Linked DNA regions of Lactuca sativa: region 2 is linked to region 1. Evidence: chromatin contacts called from public Hi-C data. All regions are on one chromosome and are shown on one strand. Each heading gives the region's core, a stretch centred on a gene start, on an enhancer-like site or on the middle of the called end of the contact. The rest is flanking DNA. Distances are from core to core; before and after follow the strand shown. Region 1 holds the start of LOC111918028 (probable NADH dehydrogenase [ubiquinone] 1 alpha subcomplex subunit 5, mitochondrial). Region 2 holds the start of LOC111918024 (reticulon-like protein B2).

Region 1 (5,791 bases), core at 1,408-3,907:
GGACCAAAAAAGTAGTTTACTCGAACAAGAACCTTTATAGTTAAGAAATATCAAAACCAGGACCAAAATCGTAAGAAAAAACTTTTTAGGACCAAAAATGCAAAAAACAACGATACCCAGGGACCGTTTTTGTAATTTTCTCAAAGTAGTATGATCTTTATGCAGGTCAAGGAAGCAAACAAACTTCTTAAGAACAGACGAAAGAAAAAGAAATTCGAAGGAGTTCCAGTTTTCACTGCACAAAACTTAGACATTGCAATAGCCACATCTGATGGAATTAAGTGGTAATTACTATCTAATTATTTATGTTCTTTATTCAATAAAAATCATTCATGACATAGTAATAGTTTCTTATTCATCTCAAAATATCTTCCTTCCATTTCCATCTTATTAGGTATACTCCATATTTCTTCAATAAAAGCATGCTAGATGACATTCTAGAAGATTCCGTTGACCAACATTTCCATTCCTTAATTCAGACACGACATTTACAAAGGCGTCGCGATATTATTGATGACAGTATGGGCTCAGATTTGCTTGAAGACAATACAGACAACGTGTGGGAACCCCCTGAGGTATAAATTTTAATGAAAAAAAAAAGATGAATAAATTTAAACGGTTTACGGGTAATTTGGTAATTTGATGACACATACAGGTTCAGGAGGTTTTGGATGAAATTGGTGCTCCTTCTATACCATTAAGTGTTATTACAAAAGCTGCAGAGATACAGCTTTTGTATACAGTGGATAAAGTGATTCTTGGAAATAGGTGGTTGAGAAAAGCCACTGGAATTCAACCCAAGTTCCCGTATGTGGTTGACTCATTTGAGAAAAGGTAACGAGGGTATTTACGTCTTTTTGCTTATCGGATAAAAAGTTGCGACTTTTGTCTTATTATTGACATGACACAATATGTTTATATTGTTGCAGGAGTGCAGCTTCTGTTCAAAGGGCATCCATGTTACCTCATGATGGAATTCCTGATTCCGATTCCGATTCCGACAACAAACAACTCCAGCTTAAAACAGGATTCCATTCCCCCTTTGGAGATTGGTTCACTAATCCATGGTTAAAACCACTTCAGGATCATGATCATAACCTTTCAGACAAAAGGTGACACCCAAAATACTAAATTACAATTTTAGTCCCTGTAGTATACCCAAAACGACAAGTTCAGTCAAATTTATCATTGTGGTTTCATTTTGTTGCTTATATGGTTCCTCCAATGATACGTTTACAAAATTACAAATTTACCCTCATTTTGTCCTTTTGTTGTCTACCAGTGTGAAAGAAGAAGCGCACCCGAATCCTTTTCTTCCAAAAATCACGATGGTTGGTGTTGCAACAGGTGAGGCGGGGCCCATGAGCAAGGCGACTTTGAAAAAAACAATGGATGATTTAACAAAAGAATTGGAAAACACAGATGATGGGAACAATGGGTTTAGTGAAAGTAAATATGATAATGAAAGGGACCCGCTTTTTGTGGCGAATGTGGGTGATTATTATTCGGGTTTGTCGAAAGCTAGTTCGGCTAGATGGGTCCGCCCTCGATCCGCCAGAAGCTAAGTTTTTTTTTCAGGGTGTGTTTGGCAAAATTAGCTGTCAGCTGGAAGCTGTAACTTTTGTTTTTGCAAAAGCAACGTTGAGATTTTAGGTGTAAAATTACATAAAACATAAAAGTTTAAAAGTTACTAAAAGCTCGTTTTGCCAAACATGTGATTAGAGTAGGAATTGGATAATTTGGTAATTAGTTGATTTGTAAATGTATATTATGATAATGATTGTTGTGTTGTAAGATGGGATTTCTTAAATTATTGGTTAGATTAATAATAGTCGAGCATGGTGTGGTTTTGATGTGGTTGGTTGACTATCGAGAGTCAAAATCAAGATCTTTAAGGCATCAAAAAGAAATAATATTACTAGGTAATGTTGTAGAGAAATATAGGTTTTTGAATTATACTTGACTAATCAAATACATTTACAAATTTCACGTTACTTATGATAATAATTGTGAAAAAATTATGTTGTCATTATGGATAATTAAATATAAATGTGTAATTACTATGGATATATAAAAAAGTATGTATTGTTAAAAACTAAATGGTATAATTGGCGTAAGACATTCTCAAGGGGTTTGAGATTACTTATTTAAAGTGCTTACTAGTGAGCATTGTTTGGTATCAATAATAAACAGTTTTAAGTTTTTTGGATTAAATTAAATAAAAGCTTATTGTTAAAACAAATAAACGATTTTTTGATTAGTTTTTCTTCTAACTTATTTGACAATACTCGGAATTTATTTGAAAGTGTTATCATGTATTGAAATCAATCTACCATCTTAGTAATGTTTAACCCTAAAAACCTATATGGATCGTAACCTTGCTTTTTAATGACCAACAATGTATATGTCAATTTACAAAAAAATATTGATTTATCTATTATTATTATTATTATTATTATTATTATTAAGTAAACAATTCCAAAAGATTATTGTTACATAGGATGACCTATTTGGCTATTTATCCTCAAATTTGTTATTATTATTATTATTATTATTCTAAAATAAATGTTATTATAAAAAAAATATTGTGGAGTAATTTTCGTGTAAATAGCATAAAGCCATAAACCATCATATAAATGGGCCGACGGGTATGATCCATTTCGTAAACGGTAATCTGCAATTCTAATTTCTACACAGCACAAAATCGCTCATCGCTTCCAGTATCCGAGCACCAAACAGGGTGGGAGAGAGATCCATAGAAAGTGAGAGAGAAAGATGTTTCTGCGGAGGTTTGCTCGGCCATCGTCATTGATGATGATGGCCAGGGTGAAGGAAACAACGGGGATCGTCGGTCTCGAGGTGGTTCCTAATGCAAGGGACGTGCTAATTGGTCTTTACAACAAAACCCTAAACGAGATCCAGCGTGTACCTGAGGACGAAGGCTATCGGAAGGCCGTTGAGAGCTTCACGCGCCACCGATTGAAGGTATGCCAAGAGGAAGAAGATTGGGAAGTCATTGAGAAGCGACTTGGTTGTGGTCAAGTTGAGGAACTCATTGAAGAAGCTCAGGATGAGCTCAAACTCATTGACAAAATGATCGGTACCAATTCCCTCTCTCCCTCTCTTTTAAACAAATCCTTCAATTCGATCAATGATAAATTGACGATGAGTATTAGTCAAATCATAGAGATGAATTAGGTATTTTGTTTGATCTACTGTTACTGATGGCTTTTGTGGGTACATACATTTCATTTCACAGGTTATACGAATTTAGTTAGTGTTTTGTAGTTGGACTTGAATTGGTGAATAGTTAGTTCAAATCTTCAACTGATGTTTCTTCAATTCTGGCCCTAGGCCACAGCATCTATGTTAGCTTTCCTGATTGAATCATGTAAAATTCATGGTGTTCTTGGTTTGACTTGTAAAATTTCTCTCTTTTTTCTGCTACATATTGATCTATTTCTCTCATAATTGTAATTCTAATTCTCATCACCTAAAGTTTATTTATTACTAATCTCTTCTCCACACTCCACTTACTAATTCAATGCAGTGAATATCTGAATATATTCCTACAAGTTCCAAAATGACATTTAGAACACAACACATGAAAACAATACCAACAATTCTCCTGTTGTGAAACTAATGCACATGATTTTACACTGCTTACTGTTTCTATCAACTTTTTTGGCAACAATTCCAACAGAACTTCATTTCAAATCATTGGCTTCCTGGTTTTTAGCTCGAGTAATCTTATATCTTCATTTCCTACAATTACAATTTTGTAATAAAGAACCAAAATGCATTGACATCTTTTGGTACCAAATTGCAGAGTGGGACCCATGGGGTGTACCCGATGACTACGAATGTGAAGTAGTTGAAAATGACGCTCCTGTCCCTAAGCATGTTCCACTACACCGACCTGGTCCACTTCCTGAGGAGTTTTACAAGACTCTGGATGCTATCATGACTGGAAAATTGGAGCCTCCTGCTAAAAAAGATGAGTCAGCAATCCCTGCAAGTTCCCAATGAGCAACAAATCATGCTTCTTTCTTTCCGGGTTTGTTTCTATTTATAGAAAGCTGAAATCTTTGCTATTTTCAGAATTATTGTTCATGTTTTGTCTGAATAACTAAGTGTTTGGAGGCTAATAAACACAGATTTGGCTGGTGGTGTCCACTATGTTTTCTGTAGGGGCTGTTTCTATTTGATTTAATGGCTTAATACTTAATTTGGATAGAATGACTTAATGGGTTAAGCCAAAAAGCATGGCTTTATGCATTAAGACACTTACTTTTTCCCTTTTTAGTCCTCTCATATTACAATTGATGAATATTGTGAAATTTGTTTTTTGGAATGTAAGGGTAAAATGGTCATTTAGTGTGAGAAAATAAAAGAAATAGCTACAAGGAAATAATTGAAAAACATATTCATAGAATTTTCTAATATTGATTTGTGAGATTCTTCCTAAACACCATGAAACATATTCTATCTTGTATAAATAAATAAATAAATGTTTTCATAAAATATGGATTTGTATTATTTACAGTTCATTCTTGATTAAAATGTAATGTCTATAAGTTGCAAACCATTAATTCTCATCTAATTAAAGTTTTATATCAGGGGAACAGAAAAGTAAGCATTAATATTGGATAAAAGTAGGGAAAAGAAATGTAACCTTATATGTTGATAAGTTGGATGATTATGAACAAATTAGTGGTAAAAATTGTTGGAATATATGATATAGAAATAAGAAATGGGAAGATTATTAAGTAGTTACCAATGTTTGTATTTATATTAAAATTTCGTTATGGATTATGGATTATGGATTATGAAGTCGCCTTGAGAAAATAGTATTTTTAATTCATTAATAAGGTGATACTAAACATTAAGTAAGAATTCTATATATTGAAAAGTAGGTTGCTATAACTGAAAATAGGACACCTAAATGTCATGATGTATCAAGTGAACGTAATGGGATAATGTTTAAAATGAAAACATAGTGATTACAATAAAATAAAGTTTCAAAACTCTGAATAAATTCAACGAAATAAAATTGATCAAATGTTTTTCTTGTAATTACAAAACCTCACCCTCCCTATTTTATTTGTATGATGTATTTATATATTAGCATCTTTTTAGTTTTATAAAATTTATCTGTTAAAAAAAAACCGACAGATGATATATCTAATGATTAAAGGATGTTAATAACCTTGAACAAGTGATGGAATTCGAAGTATTCGGTGGTGGTCTCCTTATAGATCAAGACTAATCTACATATACGAATTCATGTCTATTTATGAATCTTTATGATAAAACGGGGGAAAAAAAAGTCATGAACAGAGATTCATGGCGTGAAGAAAGAATTGAGTACCATAGAGGCATTTTCACACACTCTACATCACGATGACGAAGACAACCAGTACCAAATGGACCATAGGATTATCAATTATGAGTTCAAACGTATACGTGTAAAAACCGTATCTTTTTCATACAAATTAATTCATGTTAAGATGATTATTGTACCTAATTTTTGCAATAATTATTGATCATTCAAACGTGAATTTTAATAAATTTATTTGTGAATCACTATGAATTCATTTGTGTATGAATTAGTAAATTTAGTAAGATTTTTGGATATAAATATTTATTTGAATTACATGTAAATTCGATATGTCTAGATCAACGTTTATATATATATATATATATATATATATATATATATATATATATATATATATATATATATATATATATATATATATATATATATATATATATATATATATATATA
Region 2 (5,791 bases), core at 1,693-4,192, 250 kb after region 1:
AACAAAAGGCATATACCAAAGCATAAAGGGACAGTTGGGTATTTGTTATGAAGTTTGGCATATCACACCTTTCTTTGTTTCTATTTCCAAAGGGAAAGATGATTGGCAATTGCTCATCATATCGTACCCAAAACCTCATTCCATCTCACCTCAAGATTGAAGATTTCGATGTCAATTACTTTTGATGATTCATCGAGTAACTCTCAAATTCACAAACTTTTGCTTATGATGAGAAGTTCATACCTCAATCTGCATTTTCCACATTCCAAATTCTCTCATATGCTCTTCATCGATGTTATTTAGAAGCACCGATTGGTAACACTTTCTCTTCTCCTGTCATATATGCATATATGTACATTCATATAAAAAAAAAAGGTAAACCAAACATATCACTTTTTGTAAAGATGATATAATAGATGTATATCAATGAACCATATGATTTTAATTAGAAGCGCACGAAAACGACAAAAATCTATGCAAACCAATTCGGTTTGGGATCGAATCTTTTATTTAGTGCTAGTTTGAAATATTATACAGGTTTGCATATAGTTTTTGTCAAACCGGTTTTCAAACCTTAATAGAGACAAATTTTTATATAGTAAGAAAAATATCATTTCCATCCATTATGGAGGAGAGAGTCGTTCTCGTTGAACCCATCCAACCCACTGTCACATCAGTTTTTTTTTTCTTTATCTTTCCGAACCCACAACACACGAAAATCTTATTTTTCTCAACCCACTCAACCCACTTAATTAAAAAAATATACAAAATAATCAAGGTAAAATCTCAATTAGCAATAGAGATACCGCCGGTACCACTCCCTCTTTGGCGGGTTGTTTGATTGGTTTCACGAACCCACTTCATCCTCTCTCTCTACTTTCTCTCTCATTTTCTCTTGTACCATATATTTTAAGACTTGTACCTTAGTTGTTTGGTATTTTTTTTAATTGAGTGAGTTGAATGGGTTGAAAAAGATAGGATTTCCGTGTGTTGTGGGTTCGAAAAGATGAAGAAAAATCAAAAAGAAAAGCTGATGTGGCAGTGAGTTCGGTGGGTTCAATGGGAACGACTCCCTCCTCCCTTATAGTTTTAAATTGTTGTTGCTACAAAGGTTTTTGAGGTTATTGAAGACTGCTTTTGACCCTTATATAATCTCAAACGCCTGAAAACAATTTTCAAAAATTTTAAAATAGAAAGATGTCAACAATCCCGAATGACAAAAAAACAATTTAAATCATGCCGGTTTGTGATCAATCATGTAAACTTTTGTTATCTTTCAGACCGAAACCAAATCTAACAAAAATGATGAAAACATAGGTTTTACCGGTTCTTTATAATCGAACTTTTTTGGCTCCAAATCGAATTTCCCCAAACCGGTTTTGTTTATTGAGAAAAATCTGAACCGATTTAGTTTAAAATATATGATTTATGAGAAAATTACTAATCTAGCCATTCTGCCTGATGACTTTCACTTTGTAGCAAAAAATTAGAAATTAACCCATTTTAGCCATGAAATCGTATGTTTTTAGAGAAACCTATGGTCAACGCTAGTTGACTACGATCAACGGCAGTTTGACTACAATTTTCATACTAATGGGCTACTGTTTCGTAGTCCGTCTATTTTTTCAAGGCCCCTCAGCCCACAATATATAAAATTGCAAAATTTCATTTAGGTTATTTTTTGTGTTTCAAGTGAGGAAGAACTCTGTCAATGGAGGCTCCCAACAACCATCATGCATATCTCTGATTCTTCGTGTTTTTTTTATTGCTTTTTCTTATTTAGTACAAGATCTACCATCGTGGGTTTGATTTTAGTTGGAAAAAAAACGGAAAAAAGGAAATCATAGGCTTCGTAAGAAACCTATGGTGTACAAACAGGTAATGCACAGTTTGTAAATTGATTGCTTGTACACCGTAGGTTTCTTATGAAGCCTACTATTCCTGATTTTTTTTAATATCTTTTACACTAAGAGATATAATAGCATTGTGTTAACTTTTGTTCCAAAAAAAATAAAAAAAATGAAAAGTTAAAGGTAACCATAGGCTTCATATGAAATAGTAGTCCACATATAGCAAATAGTAGTCAACTATAAAAAAACACCAAACCGTAACTTAGTTCTTAAAACCGTAGGTTTCCACTAAACTATTCTTTGAAAAACCGTAGTTTCCCTGGAGCTAGTCATGCACAAAAAAACCGGTTCAAGATCCGAACCGGTCAAAGAACCGGTAAACCGGTTTACGCTAAATCGGTCCACAGTGAACCGAACCGGTTTGAGAACCGAACCACCGGTTTACACCCATTCGAGATTTTAGTTGTTGAAACCGGTTTATATCGTGTGAACCGGTTTGGAACCGGTATGGAACCGAACCGAACCGGTTTAGAATCGATTGAACCGGTTTAGAACCGGTTTGATTGGCTAGGGAGTGAACCGAACTAAACCGGTTCGGTTTGAAAAAAAACCGGTTTGTTCACCCCTACGTGGAGCATACCGTAGGTATTTTAGAAACTTAGGGTTTCGTGACAAAAAATGAAAAAAAGAAATTATACAAAGCCTAGAAACCATAGATTTCCACGAGACAGCAGTTGTTTTTTTAAAACTACGTTTTTGCAAGACTAATTTTAGCTATTAAGTGAAAAATAATGAGACAGATAGATTAGTTATTGTCTCATTCCTAATTCCTAAGGCCTAACTCTAAAAAAATGAGAAAAGAAAGTTTGCTTAATGAGCCCAAAGCATATTATGAAGCCTTTTAAGGGTCTCAGCCCATAATATAAGATCCCACCGTCAACCCTAACGCCGTGAATTTAAACGGAATTCCCGCTCCCCACTTTTGCCGCACACTCGCTTCTCATTGGTTCTCGTAAAAAGCAATTAGCTTCGTGTATCCCGAGCCTAAGGTTCGGTTACGAACCTCCTCCTTAAGTCTACAGATTCTTATTCATTCTCTATTTCTCTTCACACACCCGAATTTTTTTCAAAAAGTCGCACATCTTCTCTTGAATTCCGGCGCCGAATCTCCCTCAGATCCGGTAACTGTTTATCAAGATATGGCCGATAACGTCGCCGGTGAACACGAGAAGGAGGATTCATTCGTTGAATCTGTCAAGGATAAGATCTCCGAGACGTTTCACAAAGACGATTCTTCTTCGTCTTCAGATTCCGACAATGAAGGCAAGAAGAGTTCATCTGTGTCCGATGTAAAGGACAAGATTTATCGGCTCTTCGGGAGGGAGAAGCCTGTTCACAAGCTCCTAGGAGGCGGCAAACGTATGCACATTTTTTCTTGCTGTACTTACTTTTAACGTATTTACTGTTGTAGATCACTAAGCTTTTATGTTCACGATTAGTAATCGTTTTCGTTTTACATGGATGAATAGTTTAGGTTGATTATGAACTGGATCTCTAATCTTATTTATTAATCATAGTTTCGTCAGATTCGCATCGTATCTCCGATCTAGATCTGCAATGATTGTTTCCGATTTCATATCTGAAGCATCCGTTGACTCCATTGCTTGGCTAACATTATACGTTAAACCTCTTTCGATCTATCGATTGTAGTATGTTAGTTACTTACACCTGAGTTTAATCATTCAAACATTAAGATCTCGATCTCTCTATGGTGATCAGTTTCATAAGTATACGATACTTCGACTGATTTTCTTATATCAAATGACTTTACTGATGTACTAATCTCTTGTGTTGCTATAACTATTTGCTAGTGTTCTTGTTCTTTCTCTTTCTTACACATTTCAAATTCATCACAACAGCTGCTGATATCTTCCTCTGGAAGGACAAGAAGGTTTCTGCTGGTGTGCTCGGGTTTGCCACATTGATATGGGTGCTTTTTGAGTTGGTTGAATATCACTTACTTACACTAGTATGCCATACTCTAATCTTAGCTCTAGCAGTCCTTTTCCTGTGGTCCAATGCCGCAAGCTTCATCAACAAGTAATTAATCAATCAATCAATGAATCTCCTTGCTTTTTTTTTTTGTTTTATTGTCTCGTACTTTAATCCATCTTTATCTTCCTTAACCTCTCATTTTCTTTCATGATTGTGACAAAAGGTCTCCACCAAAGTTCCCAGAAGTCAACCTCCCAGAAGATATTGTTCTTGGTGTCGCCTCTGCTCTCAGGGTTGAAATCAACAAAGCTTTTGAAGTCCTCCGATGCATTGCTTCAGGAAAAGACCTCAAAAAATTTCTTGGTGTATGCATTTCTTCCACAACTCCCTCTTATGTTAAAAAAAACAAAGTTTGATGACTGATGAGTTGATCTTTATTTCATCAGGTGGTTGCTGGGTTGTGGGTTCTCTCAATTGTTGGAAGCTGCTGGAACTTCTTGACATTGTTCTACATATGTAAGAAAAGAATTATTTTTCGATTTTGTGTTTTCAATTTCAAGATTTTTTTTTAGTTTCTAATTTTGTTAAGTATGAACACAGGCTTTGTTTTGCTTCACACATTGCCTTATCTTTATGATAAATATGAGGACAAAGTTGATGCTTTTGGTGAGAAAGCAGAGGCTGAGATTAAGAAGCAGTATGCAGTTTTCAGTGTGAAGGTTTTGAGCAAGATTCCAGTAGGAGCATTGAAGCACAAGTTTGCATAAACTCTCTTTCTCATCTCAGGTGACTACTACTACTACTAAAGTACTACTAGATGTGTCTTTCTCACTCGTTTGTTGTGACTTGTGATATTTTTATAAACTAGAAGCTCAGTTTATTTATTTCATTGGTTATCTGATACGCTTTGGGGTGAATCAATGATATAATTTAAACAAAATTCAGTAATATGATGTAATGAAGTTTTAGACATTTAAGTCCCCCTTTACACTTTTGTTGGAGTTATTTCAAGCATATGAATGAAAGGGGATATAATTTTGTATTAGTTCAATTTGCTTGTCAACTTATGAATGTTCTTAAAATTTAGTTTAAAAAAAGTGTTTGGTTGATAAAATGTAATAAATCTGTAAGTTGTTTTTTTTGTATGACAGATTATGTTTATGCATGTAAAATGATAAAATATAGGGGTTAAAAGGTAAAGAGTAAATTACACGATTCGTCCCTCGTCCAAGTGTCAAATTACATGTTTAGTCCCTATTTTCAAAAATTAACTTGGACCGTCCCTGTAATAATTTTTTCTCGCTTGGATAGTCCTTGACGAATATAAAATGACTATTTTACCCTTTCTGTTTTTTTTACTTATCATTTGTTTTACAATTTATTAAAAATAATTTAAGAAATAATCCTCCATCTTCACTATCTTGAAACTTGTATCCAAACCCAAACTAAAATCAATAGTTTTATTTACACAATCCAAAAATCAAAATATAACACTTCAAGAGGTTCTTGAAGAAATCAAGAAGTAGAGAATTGCAAAATCAAACAGGTACCTCCTGAAACCACCATCGACAACTCTTGCAACCCCCAAATCTGATTCTAGAATCTAATTTGAAACGTTACCAGAATTTAAAACTCAAACCCAAATGAAATCAACACAAATTTTTTGAAATCTGAAACCAAAACAACCCAAAATCCGAAACCATAATCAACACCAAATCTGTAAAAGAAGTTGGGGATGAAACTTCAAATCTAAAAATCTTGAATCTAAATCTGGAAGTCTAAGAGTGTTGAGAAGCTTCATAAATGATTTCTGAAATGAGTTTGTTGGAAAATCTCGAAGTTATGGTTCTTAGTGCAATCCAAATCTATAGCGGTGGTTTCCAGAGTATATGGTGGTGGTTTCTAACGGGTTAACATAGATGAGAGAAGAAAGAAAGGGGGAGACA

The links. A called contact is a pair of places that touch in the nucleus more often than the background predicts.
Region 2: a Hi-C map of leaf shows a contact between it and region 1, with 6 times the contacts expected there. The contact joins the promoter of LOC111918024 here to the promoter of LOC111918028 in region 1. A contact is called at or near these places in 2 of 4 Hi-C or Micro-C datasets (leaf and seed).

Annotation. Positions count from the first base shown.
Region 1 is chr9:77,041,996-77,047,786 of Lsat_Salinas_v11, forward strand. It overlaps LOC111918028 (probable NADH dehydrogenase [ubiquinone] 1 alpha subcomplex subunit 5, mitochondrial), which reads left to right and starts at 2,658. Exons shown (of 2, transcript XM_023913684.3): 1 at 2,658-3,100; 2 at 3,830-4,239. The coding sequence starts at 2,776. The coding sequence ends at 4,029. LOC111918029 reads left to right here. Exons shown (of 9, transcript XM_023913685.2): 5 at 166-284; 6 at 395-575; 7 at 656-834; 8 at 930-1,112; 9 at 1,283-1,829. The coding sequence ends at 1,565.
Region 2 is chr9:77,291,320-77,297,110 of Lsat_Salinas_v11, forward strand. It overlaps LOC111918024 (reticulon-like protein B2), which reads left to right and starts at 2,943. Exons shown (of 5, transcript XM_023913678.3): 1 at 2,943-3,269; 2 at 3,770-3,950; 3 at 4,069-4,210; 4 at 4,292-4,361; 5 at 4,446-4,896. The coding sequence starts at 3,050. The coding sequence ends at 4,612.